3 separate regions of the Triticum aestivum genome follow, and regions 1 and 3 are each linked to region 2. Evidence: chromatin contacts called from public Hi-C and HiCAR-type data. All regions are on one chromosome and are shown on one strand. Each heading gives the region's core, a stretch centred on a gene start, on an enhancer-like site or on the middle of the called end of the contact. The rest is flanking DNA. Distances are from core to core; before and after follow the strand shown.

Region 1 (2,700 bases), core at 12-2,511, 230 kb after region 2:
AATGTTAAGATAATCCATGAACAGTGAGATGAAGGCATGTGTAGATGACGGAGCCTGGAAACCCCCTTCATGAAGGGTCTTGTTGCGCGGCGTCCAGACGACCCAGATTGTAAAAAAAACACAAGTTGGCTGATCATGCGATAATGATTCTATCAGTGAAAAACAATCATCTATTTCGTATTTGGCACTCAACAAGCTCCTCATCACCCAATGCCTGCATGCATCCGACCGTGGCACTAATAGTAGCAGACATATTTCAGTATCGCAAAACATTAGTTGTTGGAAGAGAGAGTTGAGCTAACCTCCTAATGAACAAGCGTACCTTCAAAGGAACTTGTGATTTCCACAGAGCAGCCCATGCCTTCTCTTTTTCTTTCGAGCCTGAGCTTGAGGGTCACTTTCCCCATCCAACCAAGCTTCTCTTCACATTTTCATCGCTACAAGCATATGACAAGCAGACCGGGCTGAGAATGAGACCCGAGAGTCATGATTCCATGACCAAAAATCTTCCATATTACACATGGGTAGGGGAATGCTCAAGATAACATCAAAATCCATTGGATGGAAACCTTGCCGAATCAAATTTCTGTTCCACGAGGCCAAAGTATGACCTATCAACTCTCAAACAAGCCGAGGTGGCTCATTTGATAAAGACACAACGGGTCACAAGTCCGCCTCCCTTGATAACCACTACATATTGCAAGCTGAGGTAGTAGCACCATTGCCGATCCTTTGGATAAGGCCCTGGGTGAGAACATCTCTCCCATCCATAATGACTCGCCATACCTGTGACGGAAGGTACATAGTTCATCTGAAAGTTGCGTTGAGGATAATATGCAACTTTTAGTTTTTTCTTAGATCAATACGCAACTTTTAGTACACATGCGCACAGAGATTACTACACGACCCTCGGAGTTCCCCATGCCACCAATGCTTTCATTTTTCATACAAAAGTCAACGCTGCTATCCACATTTTTAGGGAGAGGAAGGGTTTTTTTATCGAGACAAATTTTTTTGAGGGGTAAACATGCTTTATTGATTGATATTCAAATTTACAGGAGTTACAAAGATATCCTGGGTTTATAAGCCGTACGTTTTTTTGAGTAATGTATAAGCCACACGTGGAGAGGTGTCCAGTTCGGTCCATTTTTTGATCGAGAAAATAGCCTTTGTAACGGCCCAGGAAACTGGCTGTCTGCATCCACCACTGGCCCACAGAACCACTCTCTCCGGATCCCACCGCAGGCCAATCAGCCCGCCAGGAAAGCCCATCCAAAGCCGTGTGGCCCATCGGGAGCCGAGTCGCCTTGAGGCATCGAAAGCAGAACCGAGACCCCTAAAAAAAAGCAGAACGGAGACCCCTCAAAAACAAAAAACAAAAGCAGAACGGAGTAAATGGCGCACACAGAAAGGGCGGAGACTGGAGCGGGGAGGGTTTTGGTGCCAGCGCCGCTGGGCGGAGAAACCCCATCCCTCGCGCCCTCCGCCCGCCGCCGGGAGTCTCCGGATCTGCTCGCCCGCCGCCGGCATCGTCCCCTTCGCTTCGGTGGGAAGTTCTCCGCCGCATTGCCCCGTCCCCTACGTCTCTTCCCCCCTTCGATTCCATCGGCTCTCCGGTGGTTTGATGCTCTGTTCCGGTCGATCTCGGTGTAGATTTACCTTCATAGCTTGTTTGGTCCATCTCTAGTGTACTGTAATTTTTGCTTGCTGCATGGATTTTTCCTTGGCTTGGCCGTTGCGTTGCAAGGTTGGAGTCCCTGAAATGGCTAATGCGGCGTGGCTTCTCTGTTCTGGGCGCTGAGGCATGTGTCTGGGTCAGCCGTTGCTTCCGCTGAAGATCTGCCACTGACCCATGGCCCTGCCCTTGTTGAGGTCTACCTCTGCTTCCTTCTCCTCTTCCTCGTCGCCGCACCTTTGCCATGGCCTCGCCTCCTCTTTCGGTTCACCCAGACACGCCCCAGCGCCAGCTTTGGAGCCCGCTGCATTAGCCTATGACGAACCTGAAATCTGAGGGCCATGTTGTGATACAGAATTCTTGGTATTTTCATCTGAACCCAACTCTTTTTCATGGTCACACTGTAAAACAGGCAGCTTCCGCACATTGTGTAAGATAATTAATTGATGCCATTGAATCACCAACTTAGCCCGGATCCTAAGCCATGCTCTGACAGATGTTACTAGTCTATCTCAGGATCATTTTCGTACATTTTTATTTTTTATTTCGTTTCTTTTACTCTATTTTGTGTCATGTGTCATCATTTGCCATTCTTGAATGCAGGTTGGCTCCTTTGTACGTAGCAAATATGACATGCTTTGCTACAGATTTGGTGACCAAACGTCTTTTACATGTTTGTTGCTTTTCTTTCTGTTTCCTTACCAGTTTAACCTCATGTTACATCTTACGCCATTTCTGATCCTAATTGTGAACCTTTGGCTTTGTGCTAAAAAAACATTTTGACTATTTTGTGATGGTTTTGTTTTGGTCTTCTGGATGGTGGTACTCTCTCTCTGAGCACCTATGTTTTTAAGGCGACGCCTTACCGCCTTAGGGAGGGGGGGGGGGGGGGGGGGGGGGGGGCGCTTTGGCGACTAGGCGACGCCTAGGCGGGCGCTTTGGACGCCTAGGCGCCCAAAGCGGTCGGTTTTCCAAAGCGGAGGGGGAGCGCTTCGACGCCTAGGCGTCGCCTTAGGTACGCTTTA
Region 2 (2,700 bases), core at 6-2,505:
CCGCTTGTTATATTCCAACTCGAAGAGTGACTTGGCAGTCAGTACAAATACATGAAGGCGCACACAAAGTGCAAAGGAAAATTACAGAAGACGGCGCCCAGGAGGAGAGCCAAAAACTAGAGAAAGAACGAAGAAAACAGAGGGAAAGGTTGGCACAGAGACCAAACCGAAAACCCTGGTAACCAACACCTCAGGAGCAAGCTCCGCCGAGCAGCTCGTTCCACCATCAACAAAGAACCACAAGAAGCCCTAGTCTAACCACAAGAAGCCCTTGCATACAGGAGCTAGTAGCTGAATAAGAGCTCGATCGTTTAGTGGTAGGGTTGAGAGACGTACGATGTGTTACTGCAAACCAGTCTCCACCACTCCGCGTTACATTGATTAAGGATGGTGGTACCCTGACCCCATTGGGATACTAGTAGGCTGATCATAGTACTAGTGTCATGCATATAACACTAGTCTAACTTACTACCTTCATAGTGTAAAGTAAGAGCAACTTCAATGCAGTGACCCAAACGAATGTCGATTTTGTCCGTTTTTCGTCCGTTTGGGTCGTCCGTCCGCCTGCCCGCGTCCCGCAAGCTCCCAGTAGCAGCTCGCCGCGCCGGCCGCACGCGCCCCACCCCGCCCCGCAGCTCACCGTGTCCCCCACGCCCGCCTGCAGCTTGGTCACGCCCCCGCCCGTGCTCTAGGTTGTGCGCTCGCCGCCCGTGCACGGGTGCTGCTTGTGGCTCGTCGCCAGACAAGAGCGCAGTGGCGGCGGCGTGGGTGCCGCAAGTGCCGGCCAGCCGCGGCGCGGCGAGGCGAAGCTGCGGCGAGGCAAGGCCGGGGGCGACCGGACGCAGCAGCGGAAGAATTGCATCTATGTGCTCCCATGTTTCTTCTACTGGTGCGCGTTCGTGCGAGACTGCAATCCAGTAAGCAAAATAGCAAGCACCCGGCCAACGTGTAGACATCACATGCATGCATGCGACAGCAGCATCGCGAGCTTGGCAGGGCAGCGCGAGCCTGCGCGGTGAGGTCTTCGAGAGCATCCGCTTGGCCCGGCGCTGCTTCATGAGTGCCCGCATCTCCTCTGTGCCCGAAGCGGCCGCCATGGCCGCCTTCGTCGACAGCGCGCACGTGCTCCCGCTCCCGCCGGAGGACGCCGTGGACGCCCACGAAGCGGACGCTTCCCGTCGGCTCCGGCGCTTCACCGGCGTTGCCCCGGCTCTGGTGCTTCTCCGGCGCTGCCCCGGCCCCTGCTCCCTGCTAGCTCACGACGGAGAACGAAGTGGCCGGCGGCCTGGCGCTATGGGGTGGATGGGAGAAAGATAGAAAAGTAGGAGAGAGACGGAGGTGGGATGGGTGGGTGGCCCCTCGATGACAGATGGGCCAGTGCTCGCATGCAGCGGACGGAGACGGACGGGGAAAGCAAAGAAAACGTCTGCTTTGTGTTTGCCGCGGACCCAAGTGTGACGCAAATTTGGACCAGATATGGGTCCGAGCGGACACAAAACGAACGGTAGGCAGACGCTGTGTCCATTTGGGTCGCCAGTTGGACCAAGTTTTATGTCCGGATGACCCAAACGAACAAAATTGGTCACCCGATTGGAGTTGCTCTAACATACTAGTAGCGTCATATATGGCTTCATTTATGGACGCGTCTAGTGGGCGGTCGGCTGCCCACTAGTGCGATCGAGTGGCCAGCCTAAAAAGGTAAGCCCTGTCCTCCTTCGATACAGAAAAGGAAGGGACAGGCAGCCACCAAACCGAGCCGATGGAGCGTCCAATCCCGAACAGAAAAAGCGCTCCCCACGTGGCCAACTATCCCCGGCGTCCCAGCCCCTCCCACGACCGTTCGCCCCCACGCCCCAGCCTCTCCCACGTTGCCTTCTTCTTCTCCACGAAAGAAGGGGATCTAAGGCCCTTCTTCCTCCTCTGTACAGTCGCCATTGCAGCCCAAAAGTAGAAGAAATTACTGCAAAAAATTGATCTAAGGGCGGGGTGCTCAGAGTCCTACCAGGCAGCAACATCAGGCAAGTAATTCCCCTCTGCCCCTCTTCAGTTCTCGCCCTTCTTGTACTTCATCTGTAAACCCCCTTCTCCATGGATCTATCAGCAAAACCATGGAGAAGTTGCTTCAAGAAAGTAGTAGATCTGCCACATCACCCCATTATCAACATCACACCACCCCCATGAGTGTCATGTCTGCAAAGTAAAAAAAACCAACCATGGACAGAAGCCTACTATTTTCTAGTTCGTGCAACTAAACACAAGTCGTTAAGTTTAGTTGCATGGCTTTCTATTTGCACACTAAACATGGTTTGAGATCAAGTTTAACAAAACTAAACATGTTTTCTAACATGCATGCCAGCCGAGTTTCTCCCTGGATGTGTTCAGCAAGCTGACTACTCCCTCCGTCTTTTAAAGAGTGTACTTCCAACTTTGTTGGAGGGTCAAACTATTTTAAAATTTGACCGAGTATGTGCAAAAGTATATCAATGTTTGTGAAACAAAATAGGTATATGGTGAAAATATATTTTATGATGAATCTAATGCTACTAATTTGGTGGCATAAATGTTGGCGCATTATTATATAAATACGGCCAAACATAAAAATGTTTCACTTTCCAACAAAGTTGGAAATACACTCTTTAAAGGACGGAGGGAGTAAGACATATTTTCTAGCCAACTAAACATGATTCTAGCCAACTAAAC
Region 3 (2,700 bases), core at 31-2,530, 220 kb after region 2:
CTGAGATGTTTATCCCTTTTGTTGTTTGCACCCTTTGATTGCTCAGTAGTCAATTATTAGGATGATTTCTCACAGTAAATATCAAATTAAAAAAGGTGCTCTTCCTAGTGTTGTTACCATCTATAACACGTAACATTCCAGAGTGCGTCATGTCCGCGTGAGTACAAAATGGGTTATGAGGTGTAAGACAGGTGTATGGTCAGACCATTGTAATATCTCGCACGAGGTATCCCTCCACCATGAATAACAAGAAGAAGCGGGATGTAGGGTATTACTCTACGGAGGCCCGACCCTGGGATAAACTGTGCGTGCGGGCTCCGTCCCGGTACTTTCGACCTCGTCATGAACCCTACAGAGGGATCTGACGGTATTTTACGCCGTCATTCGGATCCTCTAGCACCTCCACCCGCCCTCTGTCTCCGGCAGGCTCTTCTCCGATTCCATGCGGCGACGGTGGCCGAAGGGAAGAATAGAGTGGGAGAAAAGGGCGGGAGTTGCGTGGAGAGCGGCTGTATGGAAGATGAGATTGGGGTTTTTGCCGCGGAAACAGGGCAGACAACTACAAAAAGCGCGGGCTCCGCCTGCCTTTTGGGTGGGCCAGGGTGTCGGGGTCCTACGTGTCTGCTACTCGGACTTCCGCAAAACCCCACGTTTGGTACCAGTTTTGTCGGGAAAACGTGATCCGAACCGCTCGGCGGACCGATACAAGACTTTCTTGGATGGCACAACTCGTACGGTTGATTTGAGGGTTGGTGTTGAAGATGCCCTAACACGTCGTACATCATACATCGTACAGATAGTATAGTAGTACATCTTCCAGAGTGTAGACTGGTCTATTCACTCGCCCTGATCCCTGATTGATTTGTTAAAACAACCGTGTTAACCCAATCGGCAGCACGTCAGCGTGCGGTCGCCAGCGCCAGGAGCCCCCGCGCCCACGGGCAGCCGTGCACGCGGGCGAAAGCAGAAAGCTCGGCCAAAGCCCACCAAAAGCGACCCGCTTTCCCTGCCGCGGCAGCGAGCCAGCGAAATGCGCGCAGGTAGCGAGCGACGCAGGCGCCAGCGGACTCGGGAGACGTCAGGAACCAAGAAGAAAATGGAGCGGCAGGAGCGAGGCTGACGCCGTCACGCCCCGCGCGCAAGTCGGCACGCACACACACCCACACGGCAGGAGGACAGGAGACGGAACGCAACGGAACGGTCAACCGAACGCCACCCCCCGCCCCGTGGACCGGAGCGAGCGAGCGCGGACGGGAGACGATAAACAACAGCCGCGGCACCCGCCTCGTGTGTGTGTGTCTCTGCGCCTTTCCCCATTCCCCTCCGCTCGCTCGCTCCGGGTCTCCCTCCCTCCCTCTTCACACCCACCTCACCTCCTCTCCTCTCTCTCCCACACTCTTCGCGTGCCCAAGAAAGGAACCTCCAGGCGGGGACGGCGTGAGCGCGGCAGCTGGGGCTGGAGCCGGATCGACCTCGTTCGTCTCCAGAGGCGGCGGCACGGGCGCGGGAGCTCCGGATCGGCGCTCAAGACCCCCAGAGTCCGCGCTGATGTGAGTTATTTCGGGGAGTCTTGGCCTTCCTCCGTCCTTGATTTGATTGATTGACGCGCCGGTTGTGCAGGGGCGAGCTTTTCGGGGCGTTTACTGTCCGGATCAAGCGACCGTGCGTCCGGATGCGGCAGTAAATGCCGAGTTCTTGGCATCTTTTTGTTCTCTCGTCCGTTAAATTCGTCCGTGCCAAGAGTTCGTTCAGCTGTCCTAACGCCTCGGCTTTGACTGCCACAGTCGTCGTTCTTGTCCCCGCACAAGACTTCAGATCTCGCGTAGGAACCTGTCGATTTCTTAGCACTACATATGTTCTTCAGAGATCCTCTTTTTTATTGTCTCTATCCGGGGTGAAATGGAGCCTTCTTGATTTATTTATTTTACCATGGAACGGCATATTTCCAAGTTTGTCATGGGATAGCTGTACTAGGGTGAAGATTTCTTTCTCCAAATGTCGCAGCATGCCACCGGGGTATCATGTTCTTTTTTTTCCCGGCGCCGCCATGGCCATTTTCGATGTGTGGACTACTCTTTTTCTCTTGATGAGGCGATTTGTTCCTAGCAGGGGGCTGCAACGGAATTAGTATAATTTTTCACCAAGACGGGTGTCTCTTTCATGCTATACTCACCAAGGTTATTTTGCTCTCTCTTCCGCAGGTACACGTTGATGATTGCTTCTATCTAGACATACTCCGGAGCAGCAATCCTTGCTCTGGTGCCGTGATCTGTGACCTCTGCTCAATAAGAGGAACAGTTTAGAAAGCTTCGAGCTTCCAGCCTGCATCTACCTAGCGCAGATGTCGTTCCGCAGCATAGTTCGTGATGTCAGGGACGGTTTCGGCAGCCTGTCGAGGCGGAGCTTCGAGGTGACCATCTCCGGCCTGTCCGGCCTCACCGGGCACCACAGGGGCAAGTGCCAGAGCACGGTGCACGAGCTCCGCGACGCCGATCTCATAGTCCAGGAGAGCCGCTGGGCCAGCCTCCCTCCCGAGCTCCTCAGCGACGTGATCCGGAGGCTGGAGGCAAGCGAGAGCACCTGGCCGTCGCGCAAGCATGTGGTGTCCTGCGCCGCCGTTTGCAAGGCGTGGAGGGAGATGTGCAGGGAGATTGTGACGAGCCCGGAGTTTTGCGGAAAGCTCACCTTCCCCGTCTCTCT

What was found. Hi-C and Micro-C count contacts between places; a contact is called where the count stands out from the background. HiCAR-type assays count read pairs that join an accessible place to other places.
Region 1: a contact with region 2 is called in a Hi-C map of leaf, with 2.9 times the contacts expected there. The contact joins the enhancer-like site here to the promoter of LOC123149874 in region 2. A contact is called at or near these places in 4 of 5 Hi-C or Micro-C datasets (leaf and root).
Region 3: a contact with region 2 is called in a HiCAR-type map of leaf, with 4 times the contacts expected there. The contact joins the promoter of LOC123057533 here to the promoter of LOC123149874 in region 2. A contact is called at or near these places in 1 of 5 Hi-C or Micro-C datasets (leaf) and 1 of 1 datasets of contacts at active chromatin or transcription factors (leaf).

The regions. Positions count from the first base shown.
Region 1 is chr1A:468,596,427-468,599,126 of IWGSC CS RefSeq v2.1, reverse strand. No RefSeq gene overlaps it. Among protein-coding and RNA genes, the nearest start is that of LOC123057522, 17 kb to the right of the region's middle. Within about 2 kb of position 1,261, at least 8 of the 8 cell types and tissues checked have an H3K27ac peak or open chromatin away from gene starts, as enhancers often do. A contact at or near this core is called in leaf and root, where this site is marked.
Region 2 is chr1A:468,830,744-468,833,443 of IWGSC CS RefSeq v2.1, reverse strand. LOC123149874 reads right to left here and starts at 1,255. Exons shown (of 1, transcript XM_044569681.1): 1 at 654-1,255. The coding sequence starts at 1,097. The coding sequence ends at 654.
Region 3 is chr1A:468,612,942-468,615,641 of IWGSC CS RefSeq v2.1, reverse strand. LOC123057533 (tubby-like F-box protein 8) reads left to right here and starts at 1,280. Exons shown (of 5, transcript XM_044480486.1): 1 at 1,280-1,550; 2 at 2,202-2,700. The coding sequence starts at 2,342.